Linked DNA regions of Sus scrofa: region 1 is linked to region 2. A link is a contact called in public Hi-C data. All regions are on one chromosome and are shown on one strand. Each heading gives the region's core, a stretch centred on a gene start, on an enhancer-like site or on the middle of the called end of the contact. The rest is flanking DNA. Distances are from core to core; before and after follow the strand shown. Region 1 has its middle 78 kb from the start of TCF12. Region 2 overlaps TCF12 (transcription factor 12).

Region 1 (5,466 bases), core at 2,781-5,280, 310 kb after region 2:
ACTAGCTTTTGTTTTGTTTTGTTTAATTTTAGGGCTGCACCCAGTGGCATATGTAAGTTCCCAGGCTAGGGGTCAAATTGGAGCTGCAGCTGTTGGATCCAAGCTGCATCTGTGACCTACACTATTGCTCACAACAATGCCGGATCCTTAGCCCACTGAGTGAGGCCAGGGATCAAACCCACATCCTCATGGATACTAGTCAATTTCGTTACTGCTGAGTCACAACGGAAGAGTCTTTTTATTATTCTTTCTTCCCTTCTGCTTTCTCTGTGCTGATTGACTTTTATCTATATATGCTTCTTTCTCTTCTATTACATGCATTTAAAGGTCTAAATCGCCTTCTAAATATTGCTAAAATTGTGTACTGTACCTTTAAGTACTAGTGTTTTCATTGTTTGAGCAGCACTAAACATTTGGGAGTTTCTATTAGTTTTTCTCCTTTATCTTATACTTATTTAGAAGTTTCTAAGATGAATAGGGCAGTGTAACCATTATATTAATTTCTAATTTTATTGCATTGTTAGAAACCATGTTTCATGTGATTTCTTTCTTTCTTTCTTTTTTTGGCTGCACCCATGGCACGTGGAAATTTCTGGGCCAGGGATCCAATCCAAGCTGCTGCCGCAACCTAGCCAAATCTGTGGCAACATTGGATCCTTAACCCACTGCACCAGGCTGGGGATTGAACCTGCGCTGCCACAGAGGCAGTGCCAGATCCCTAACCTGCTGTACCACAGTGGGAACTTCTGTTTCATGTGGTTTTTTTTTTTTTTTTTTTTTTTTTTTTTTGGGTCTTTCTGCCTTTTCTAGGGCCGCTCCTGCGGCATATGGAAGTTCCCAGGCTAGGGGCTGAATTGGGAGCTGTAGCCGCTGGCCTATGCCAGAGCCACAGCAACACGGGATCTGAGCTGCATCTGCAACCTACACCACAGCTCATGGCATCGCCGGATCCTTAACCCACCGAGAAAGGCCAGGGATGGAACCCGCAACCTCATGGTTACTAGTCAGATTTGTTAACCACTGCGCCATAATGGGAACTCCTATTTTATGTGATTTTTGAATCATTAGTATTCATTCGAAATTTTCTTTTTGACATATGTCACAAGACATGTTTCCTTGAAAACTCCATCTTGTCCTTCTTTACTTTATCCCATCTTCTTTTCTTACTTTATCCCATCTTCCTTCTTGGAAAAACAGTCACAGTGCTGGTAAATGACTTAAGCTTAAGAGCAAAGACCTAAAGGCATAAGTGACTTAAGCTTAAGAACTGTTATGTGCCTAGAGGTCAGAGTAAGAGCTTAACCCTTTACCACTAAGTGGCTTTTTAAATAGTAAAAGAACTTATATAATAGTAAACAAACCCTGTATCATCCACCCACAGCCACTCCTCACTTGATCTCACAATAAAAGCATTGTGGTTTCTTGAGGCAGGGTCCCTGAGACCTTGAGTCCCCCGCACTCTTGGTTCCTGAGACCTTGAGTCCCTGGCTCCCACCTTTACTTAAGATAAATGTCTCTGTGTCTTGTTTTATGTTAACTATTTTTCCTTAAGTTCCACAGCACCCGTTCTTCAGCCCCATCCTGTTGAGCTGGCCCCGGCAGACATATTTTTAAAAAATGCTTCATGTGTGCTAGAATGAATGTTTCTTATAATTTGGAGTATAGGATTACTTGTGTTATTTTTCTATAAATATGGTTATAGATTTGCACACACATTTATATATATATATATATGAGGTTCAGAATTACTATTTATTTGATGTGAATTATTCTGCTTGTCCTTGTATTTTGTTTGCCTTAAAATTTGATAGTGATATTGTACTAGTTTAATTTTTATTAATATTTTTCTAGTACATTTTATCCATCTGTTTATGTAATGACCTCTATCATCATGTTTTAGGTGTGTCTTTTATAAGCAGTATATGGTTGAATTTAAAAAAAATCCAGAGTTCCTGTCGTGGCGCAGTGGTTAACGAATCCGACCAGGAACCATGAGGTTGCGGGTTCGGTCCCTGCCCTTGCTCAGTGGGTTAATGATCCGGCGTTGCCATGAACTGCGTTGCTGTGGCTCTGGCGTAGACCGGTGGCTACAGCTCCAATTCGACCCCTAGCCTGGGAACCTCCATATGCTGCGGGAGCAGCCCAAGAAATAGCTAAAAAGACAAAAGAAAATAAATAAAAAAATAAAAATAAAAATAAAAAAAAATCCTAAGATTCTCTGTCTTCTGTACTTTGGTTATTTATCTATTTGGACTTATTTTTACCATTTAAATTGTGTTTTCTGCTTACCATTCTTTAACTTTGATTCTTTTTTTCCTTCTCTACTTCATATTAGGTTACTCTAGTTTAAAATTTATTCTCTTCTTTCCTCTCTCGGAAGTTTGTTACCTAAGATTAGGACTAAAAGTAAAAAGTCCAGAGTGTCCGTCGTGGTGCAGTGGTTAACGAACCCGACTAGGAACCATAAGGTTGTGGGTTCGATCCCTGACCTTGCTTGGTGGGTTAACGATCCGGTGTTGCCGTGAGCTGTGGTGTAGGTTGCAGATGTGGCTCAGATCCAGCGTTGCAGTGGCTCTGGCAGAAGGCTGGTGGCTACAGCTCCGATTTGACCCCTAGCCTGGGAACCTCCATATGCCACGAGAGCGGCCCAAGAAAATGGCAAAAAGACAAAAAAAAAAAAAAAAAAAAGTAAAAAGTCCCAGGTGAGAAATTAAAATCTCAGGCTTTCATACTACTTTCCCAAGGTAGGGGGTTGAAATTTTATACCTCTTTTCGCGGCAGTGGTAGCTCTTCAACTACCTTAGTCTTTCTCCAAGGATATCTCTTTATCCCAAGAATCTGTCTCAGGGAGCTCAGGGTGATCTTTTTTGTAGTTTCTGAACTTAAACCTTGAAGAAGGTGGCCAAGAGCCTTGGCTGGGAATGGGCCAGAACTTCTCTGCCCAACCAGAGGTCGATATGAGAGACAAGGGCACCTGAAGAAAACCCTGAACAGGAACTACTTGGACCTTCACATGAATCAGAGGGTCAACTCAGAGTGAACCCACTTTGACTTTGTGTTCTCTCTTCATTCTGTAGCCGTTTTTTTTCCTTTTGAGTTTAGCTGTTTATTAAAAATTATTTTCACTTATTTTAAGCAGCATTTCCACATGTAGGTACCAATCTGTTATACTCTAAAAAGCTGTGGGAGGGAGTTCCCTTCATGGCTCAGCAGTAACAAATCGGACTAATACCCATGAGAGCATGGGTTTGATCCCTGGCCTTGCTCAGTGGGTTAAGGATCTGATATTGCCATGAGCTGTGGTGTAGGTGACAGACAAGGCTTGGATCCTGTGTTGCTGTGGCTGTGGCTACGGCCGGCAGCTGTAGATCTGATTAGACCCCTAGCCTGGGAACTTCCATATGCTACAAGTGCAGCCCTAAAAAGAAAAAAAAAAAAAAAATTGCTCCCATGGCAGTAATCTATCTTACAGAATGTTTATGGGTTCCAGGTTTCATCTTCCACCTCACATCTTTTTGTTTTTATCTATTCCCTTCAGTTTCTCTCCAGCTAACTTAAAAGGAGATTCTTTTTTCTCTGTCTTGCTCCTTGGCATTGATGATTCATTTTGAAGTTCTAAGTGACTATTGTTCTAGACTCCCTTGAATCACTTGTCTCTCAGACTGAGGAGAAAAGCCCTCCCAGAAGTACAAGTTCCTAGACACTATGCTCTAGTTCTGACTGCAGTCCAGGTCAAAAAACTGGATATGCTTTGCTGTGCTGAAGTTCCAGTGTACACTGCCTTTCCCCTGTTCTCCAGCAGTTTTTGAAATGATGGCCCTGAAGACCTCAGCCTTCCTGGCTGGGCACTCTCCTGGCTTTGGTAGAAACATACCCAGCTGGAACCAACTGGCATGCCCAGGGCTTCCAGTATTGGGCTTTCCAATACAACATGTGGGGGCCCTTATTTCCTGTCACTTCTTTTGGCTGGGTGGCTCCCTCCAGCCACAGGCATTCCCTGGGCACTTGTTTGAGTTAACATCTAAACTTAGCCAGCACGAGCACAGCTGTGGGTCCTGGCATTGCCACTCCTGAGTAAATTCTCCCAAGAGCCTACTATCCTGCCTTGATTTCTCTTTCAGACATGATTATCTTGAAACAAAGCAAGCTTCATAAGTGTGAGACCTATGCAGTTACCCTGGGCCACATACTCTAAAAGGTCAGAACTTGGATTAATACTTTGCTGTTGCTGTCTTGAAATTTTAAATAAGCTTTGAATAAAATTTAAAAATTTTTTATTTTGCACTAAGCTTCACAAACTATGTGGCTTCTCCTTAGGAGAAATAGAGAACATTACTGACCCTTGGAGAAGTGGGTATGACTTATTGAGTAACCCACCTTCTTAGGAGTCTAGGGCAACAACCATTCAGAATAATCGTTTAAAAATATATTTTCAGATGTAGAGCTATATCCTGTAAAATGTATTCTTATGGGGCGCTTCCATGTATATAAAGCATTTTAGCACCCCAGGAAAGGGAGAGAGTATAGTCTAGAATAGATGTCCAATAGAACTTTATGCAGTGATATTAATGTGCTATATCATTGGTGTCCAATATAGTGACCACTAGCCCCATGTAGCTACTGAGAACTTGAAATGTGGCTAGATGACTGAGGACCTGGATTTCTAAATTTCAATTAATTTTAATTATTTTAAAATTACATAGCCATTTGGGATTGTTGGCTTCCATATTGGACAGTGTAGATCTAAAACAACAAAGTAATTTCTGACCTTTGGTGTTTTGATTATTAAAGCAACTAATTAAAATTAGGCTTTGTCCAGAAAGGATTTTCTAAATTCAGATTTAAGACATATCTAGAACTAGCTAAGGAAATTGAAATCAGTGGTTTTTTCACAAGTGTAGAGAAGATATCCTTTCTACTTGGGAAAGCTAGGCCATGGGGCTTGTTGCCATAGCCTACAAAGGCAGTATTATATGAACAAATGAATTGCCTAAAGACTGATCCTTCCAGTTCTAAGGGACAATGGAAGAAATAAGGAAGACAAAGAAGAGGTAAGGTTAGGGGCTAGAGTGTTGGCAAGGAGTGATGGTGAGGAGGTATAGTGGGAGGTGAGCTGATAGGTGAGCTTGAGCCATCCCTCCTGGGCCTGCATGACCTGGGTGTTCGAGGGAACCAGCAAGTCCCATGTTTTCTGATGAGACACATAGGTCTTGAAAGCACAGAGATGCATCAGAGGGCTCTAGTTTAAACAAAGCTGTAGCTGAGTAGGAACTTGGAGAAGGCAGATTTTGGAACTAGTCCTTCATCCAGAAAAGCTACACCAGAAAAACTATACCTCATGGTTATCAGTCCAGAGAAGGAAAAATCCAGCCACTCCACTCTCCACCAATGAAGATCCAGATCACACCACCTCTGCTGCCATGGGTCATCTAAACTCTTATAGACCCTCAAACCCACAGACACTAT
Region 2 (5,387 bases), core at 2,686-5,185:
AAACGGAGACCCCATTCTTAAGAGGTGCACACGGACTTTCACATGCACTGGATCCCAGGGCAGAGCGAGGTCTCCATAGGAATCTGGGTCAAACCTGGGTCAAACTTGGAGGACATCCTGGGGAAACAGGGATAAATGTGGCTTGTTGTGAGGCACGGACACTGAAAGCAAAGCTCTTGGGAATATTCAACAGCCTGCCTTGCTCTGGAGGTGGCCATTTTGGGAAAATCTGGCCCCACCCATCAGTCAGTGCTGAGAAGCCCCAGGGCAAACAATAATCCAGGTGGGATCACAGCCCTGCCCCTCAGTAAACAGGCTGCCTAAAGACCCCTCAGGCACACAGCCATCTCTAATCCCATCTAAAGTCTAAGCCCCACCCACCAGAGGGATTAGAATCAGCTCCATCTACCAGTGGGCAGGCATCAGCCCCAGACTTCAGCCACAAGGTGGGCAGACACCAGAAGTAAGAGAGGCTACAACCCTATTATCTGTAAAAAGGTCACCACACCAAAAACCTATAAAAATGAAAAGACAGAGAACTATAACTCAGATGAGGGAGAAAGGAAAAATCCCAGAAAATCAGCTAAGTGATCAGGAGATTCTTAGCCTCCAGGAAAAAGACTTTAGACTGTTGATGCTGAAGATGATGCAAGACATTGGAAATAAACTGGAGGCAAAGATGGATAACTACAGGAAACACTGAGCAAAGAGATACAAGATATAAAACTTAAACAAGAAGAGATGCAAAATACAATAACAAAAAATTCACTAGAAGCAACTAACAGCAGAATACAGGAGGCAGAAGAATGAATAAGCAAGGTGGAGGACAGATTAGTGGAAATTACGGATATGGAACAGAAAAGAGAAAAAAGATAGAAAACAAATGAAGAGAGTCTCAGAGAACTCTGGGACAATGTTAAACGCACCAACATCCATATTATAGGGGTGCCAGAAGGAGAAGAGAGAGAGAGAAGGGGACAGAAAAAATATTCCAAGAGATAATAGCCAAAAATTTCCCTAACATGGGAAAGGAACCACTCACTCAAGTACCATATAAAACAAACCCAAGGAGGAATACACCAAGACACATATTAATCAAACTGACTAAAATTAAAGACAAAGAGAAAATCTTGAAAGCAGCTAGGGAAAAGAAACAAGTAACATACAAGGGAACCCCAATAAGGTTATGGGCAGATTTTTCAACAGAAACTCTGCAGGCCAGAAGGGAGTGGCAGGATATACTTAATGTGATGAAAGGAAAAAACCTCCAACCAAGATTACTCTATCCAGCAAGGCTCTCATTCAGATTTGAAGGAGAAATCAAAACCTTCACAGATAAGCAAAAGTTGAGAGAATTCAGCAACAGTAAACCAGCCTTACAACAAATACTAAAGGAACTTCTCTAGGCAGAAAAGAAAAGACAGCAACAGGAAACAAAAATGCCACAATTGACAAGGCTCACCAGTAAAGGTATATATACAGTAAAGATACGAAATCATCCATGCACAATTATACCACCAAAATCAGAAATCATGAGAAGAGGTGGGTACAAATGCGGGACACTGGAGATGAACTTGCAATTAAGAGAATAACAACTTAAAACAATCTCATATACATATAAAACAATCTCATATACATATAGACTCTTATATCAAAACTTCAGAATAACTGCAAACCAAAAATCTACAAGTGATACACAAACAAGGAAGAAATATATCTCATAGTAAATAAGTGCATAATCCACCATGAAGGGGGTCATTTGACATCATTCTTGGAATGCTGAAGTCTTTTTAGATCTGATTCTGATTTCCTCTCCATCAAAGAATTTATGATAATTAATTAATGCAACTGTACAATTAAATAATACACTTCTACAATTGTATTATTAATAACCATTTCTCTCCATGGTACAATGTAAGGTCTGTAATGTCCTGTTTATCACATCATCTAGAATGGTGTAATGTCTATATTGAAGAATCAATAAGATGTAACAAATTGTGAGGATATATTTATATAGTTACTGTTTTTTAATCAATTTATGCATTTTATATTTTACTTATTTTCAGAGGGTGTATTATTTTTGTTATTCTTACCAGTTGTTATTCTTTTTGTTATGCTATATAAAATATTTAATGGCATATAAGGCTTTCTTCTTTATAATTTTTAGTTGCATAATATACACAATTTTAATACAAGGCTAATTTTTAAGGAAAAATTGAAATGTAATAGATAATACTAAATAGTAAAGATGAAAGCCATACAAAATGGGATAAAGTATAGAATAAATTTCCTATTTGTCTCAGCAAATTTTCCATTCCACTTCTCCAGTGGGAGTCACTTAATCTGTTTCTTAAAATCCATGATATAATAATCTGTGTTAATGTAACTGTGTTTAAATATATGTATTTTATTCTGTACAAAAAATTAAAATAAAATTAAAAAATAAATAAATACACTGATTTCATTATAATATTGTGAAAACCAATATGAAATAGAAGAAAAACTCACATTTACCATTTTTATTCTGAAACAATCCTATTCTTCCTTAGAGAGTCCTACATTCTGGCAACTTAAATGCTGACTTTGGACTCTCATCCTGGACCTGTCTCATGTGAGAAAACTGGTCATGTGCTCTAGTTAATCATAGTGATGTACAGACCGTTTAAACATTGTTTTTTTTAACCCTGTTTATAAACTTGTATTCTGTTATTTTCCTTAAACATTTCAAGTTAAATCCTAATGAAGGTTGCTGGACTTGAGGGCCTCTCCGCTGCGTGAAATTCTCTGCTGCAGTATTCGCATCTCCGCCCAAATATTTACTTCCTCAGAGAAGCCTTCTCTGCCTATCCTATCTAAAATAGTCCACTTTAACCGTTCCTTCTCTACCACTTTTTATTAGGTCATTAAAATATGCCTTGTTTCCCTTGCAGAGATAAAATAGCTGAGCTGGTTAACTATCATAACTCACAATTTCTCCCTTTTTTCTTAATGTAAGTTTAGAAACTGTAATTTTTGTTGGCACTTTATCTACATTTTACTATTACTTCCCACATTTGTATTATGCTGTATCATATTTGCTATAATTGAAATTAAAAAATCCTCTGCATTTTCTGTTCCTGTGATGTCTCTTTCCATTTACAACTTTATAAAATATGGGTAAGGATTTACTTGAAGCTTCAAATTTTATTTTATTTTATTACTGTTTTTTTAAATTACTTAATGAATTTTATTACATTTATAGGTGTACAACAATCATCACAACCAAATTTTATAGCATTTCCATCCCAAACCCTCAGTGCATTCCCCCACCCCCAACTGTCTCCTTTGGAAAACAGAAGTTTTTCCAAGTCTGTGAGTCAGTGTCTGCTCTGCAGAAAAGTTCATTGTGTCCTTTTTTGAGTGAATCTTCAAATTAAAAAAAAAATTTATATTTTCTTTTTTTCTCCCTAGGCTATATAATGATCTTACTTTGTGTTTCAAGGAAGAGTTTCTTATTTTGGGTAAAGAGGTTTTTTTTCCCCCATTATAAAATGCTGTAACATATTTTAAATGGAAGATTGTAGCAGGTAAATAGCATGAATGAAAAAAAAAATCATTCAGGGATCAGAAGCAATTGTTTAATAAGATGTAAGTTTAGAGTTCCTAAAGAGTTGGCTATCATATTGGTGTTAAACAAATACCATGCACCATGGAACTCAGTTTTTTAGCAGCAAATAATAAGCTTAATGACTGAACATACAGTTATATTCTTAGTACTGAGAATAGAAGTGATCCAGAAATGATTGCTTTTATTTTGCATTTACTTCCTAAACTTTTCTGGATTACATTCAGCCTATATCTATTTTAGGAACTGCTTTGGAAGGTCCTTATGTTTTATGCAAGTAACTGCTATTTTCCCAGATGAGTAGAATATCCATTCTCTGACTCCAAGTTTCCATGACAATAAAAACAAAACATTCATCAGCACCAACTTGGTATTTGATGGCAAATGCAGCTGCAGTTTATAACAGTTCAATCTTTATCCGAACTCTTTTTCTGCAGAACAGAGGCACTGTATTTCTCCAAAGCAACTGAATTATTTTTACAGTGATTTCCCCTGACCACTAGACCTAATACTAACAACTATACCATCTCTGATCTTCATATCCACTCTTCCCAAACTTGTGCCAAATACAATGAAAATTTCCTGAATTTTTGCTAAGAGCACACATGATTTGTGAACTCTGAAAGCTTAGCTGGTTTACATATTATAGATTTAGAGAAACATAAAGGTTTAAATTTTCATGATAACTACAGAGAAGACAGAATTTTGGGAGAGACATTTACAGTAAATAAAAAGCTGTTAAATTCAATCAGATTATGGTAAAACAGTGCCCCCTTGTGTCTTGGTATTTCTACCTTGTCTAAATTCAACATTCATTTCCCTAGAGTTATGGACTTGTATTACTAGTAGGACTTAATAACTAGTAGTTCTATTAAGACAAAAGTTCTAATTAACTTTAATATAAATACACTAGCCATTCATTATCAGTGATTTTTTTTTTTTTTGTCTTTTTGTCTCTTCTAGGGCTGCACCCACAGCATATGGAGGTTCCCAGCCTAGGGGTCCAATCGGAGCTGTAGCCACCAGCCTACACCAGAGCCACAGCAACGCTGGATCCTTAACCCACTGAGCAAGGCCAGGGATCGAACCCACAACCTCATGGTTCCTAGTCGGATTTGCTAACCATTGAGCCACAATAGGAACGCCTATCACTGATTTTAACATGCATAATCTGCAATATAAGGAAGATGACTTTGGACAGATTCAGTAGTTATTTTTATTTTAAATTTCATATTTAATTTAGTATTAGTTAGAGGCTGTCTGACAAAGTTTTTAAAATGGAAAAGAACAAACTCACTACCAGCAGTTACATTTTCCTCTGGTAATGGTTCTCCTTTGTAAACTACTTTATATTCATATCAGTTACCTTCATCATCACCTTGGGACTACTAGTAAATTTGTTTCAGTACTAAATGAAGCAAACTGATATGAAATTTTTATTTTATTTTATTTTATTTACTTATTTGTCTTTTTGCCTTTTCTAGAGCCGCTCCCGAGGCATATGGAGATTTCTAGACCAGGGGTCTAATCGGAGCTGTAGATGCCGGCCTACGCCAAGCCACAGCAACATGGGATCCAAGCCAAGTCTGCGACCTACACCACAGCTCACCGCAATGCTAGATCCTTAACCAACTGAGCAAGGCCAGGGATCGAACCTGCAACCTCATGGTTCCTAGTCGGATTCGTTTCCATTGCGCCACGACGAGAACTCCAGAAATTTTAAAAGGAATTTATAATGACAATGTGAGCATAATGTAATCTAAGTTAGATATATAAAGTATTT

The links. Hi-C and Micro-C count contacts between places; a contact is called where the count stands out from the background.
Region 1: a Hi-C map of skeletal muscle shows a contact between it and region 2, with 2.4 times the contacts expected there. The contact joins two enhancer-like sites. A contact is called at or near these places in 1 of 5 promoter capture datasets (liver), 12 of 47 Hi-C or Micro-C datasets (embryonic fibroblasts, fetal heart ventricle, heart right ventricle and 6 more) and 1 of 2 datasets of contacts at active chromatin or transcription factors (skeletal muscle).

The regions. Positions count from the first base shown.
Region 1 is chr1:115,131,146-115,136,611 of Sscrofa11.1, forward strand. No RefSeq gene overlaps it. Among named protein-coding and RNA genes, the nearest start is that of TCF12, 78 kb to the left of the region's middle. Within about 2 kb of position 4,031, at least 2 of the 83 cell types and tissues checked have an H3K27ac peak or open chromatin away from gene starts, as enhancers often do. A contact at or near this core is called in skeletal muscle, where this site is marked.
Region 2 is chr1:114,824,001-114,829,387 of Sscrofa11.1, forward strand. The region is part of intron 5 of TCF12 (transcription factor 12); the gene reads right to left. Among named protein-coding and RNA genes, the nearest start is that of CGNL1, 200 kb to the left of the region's middle. Within about 2 kb of position 3,936, at least 8 of the 83 cell types and tissues checked have an H3K27ac peak or open chromatin away from gene starts, as enhancers often do. A contact at or near this core is called in skeletal muscle, where this site is marked.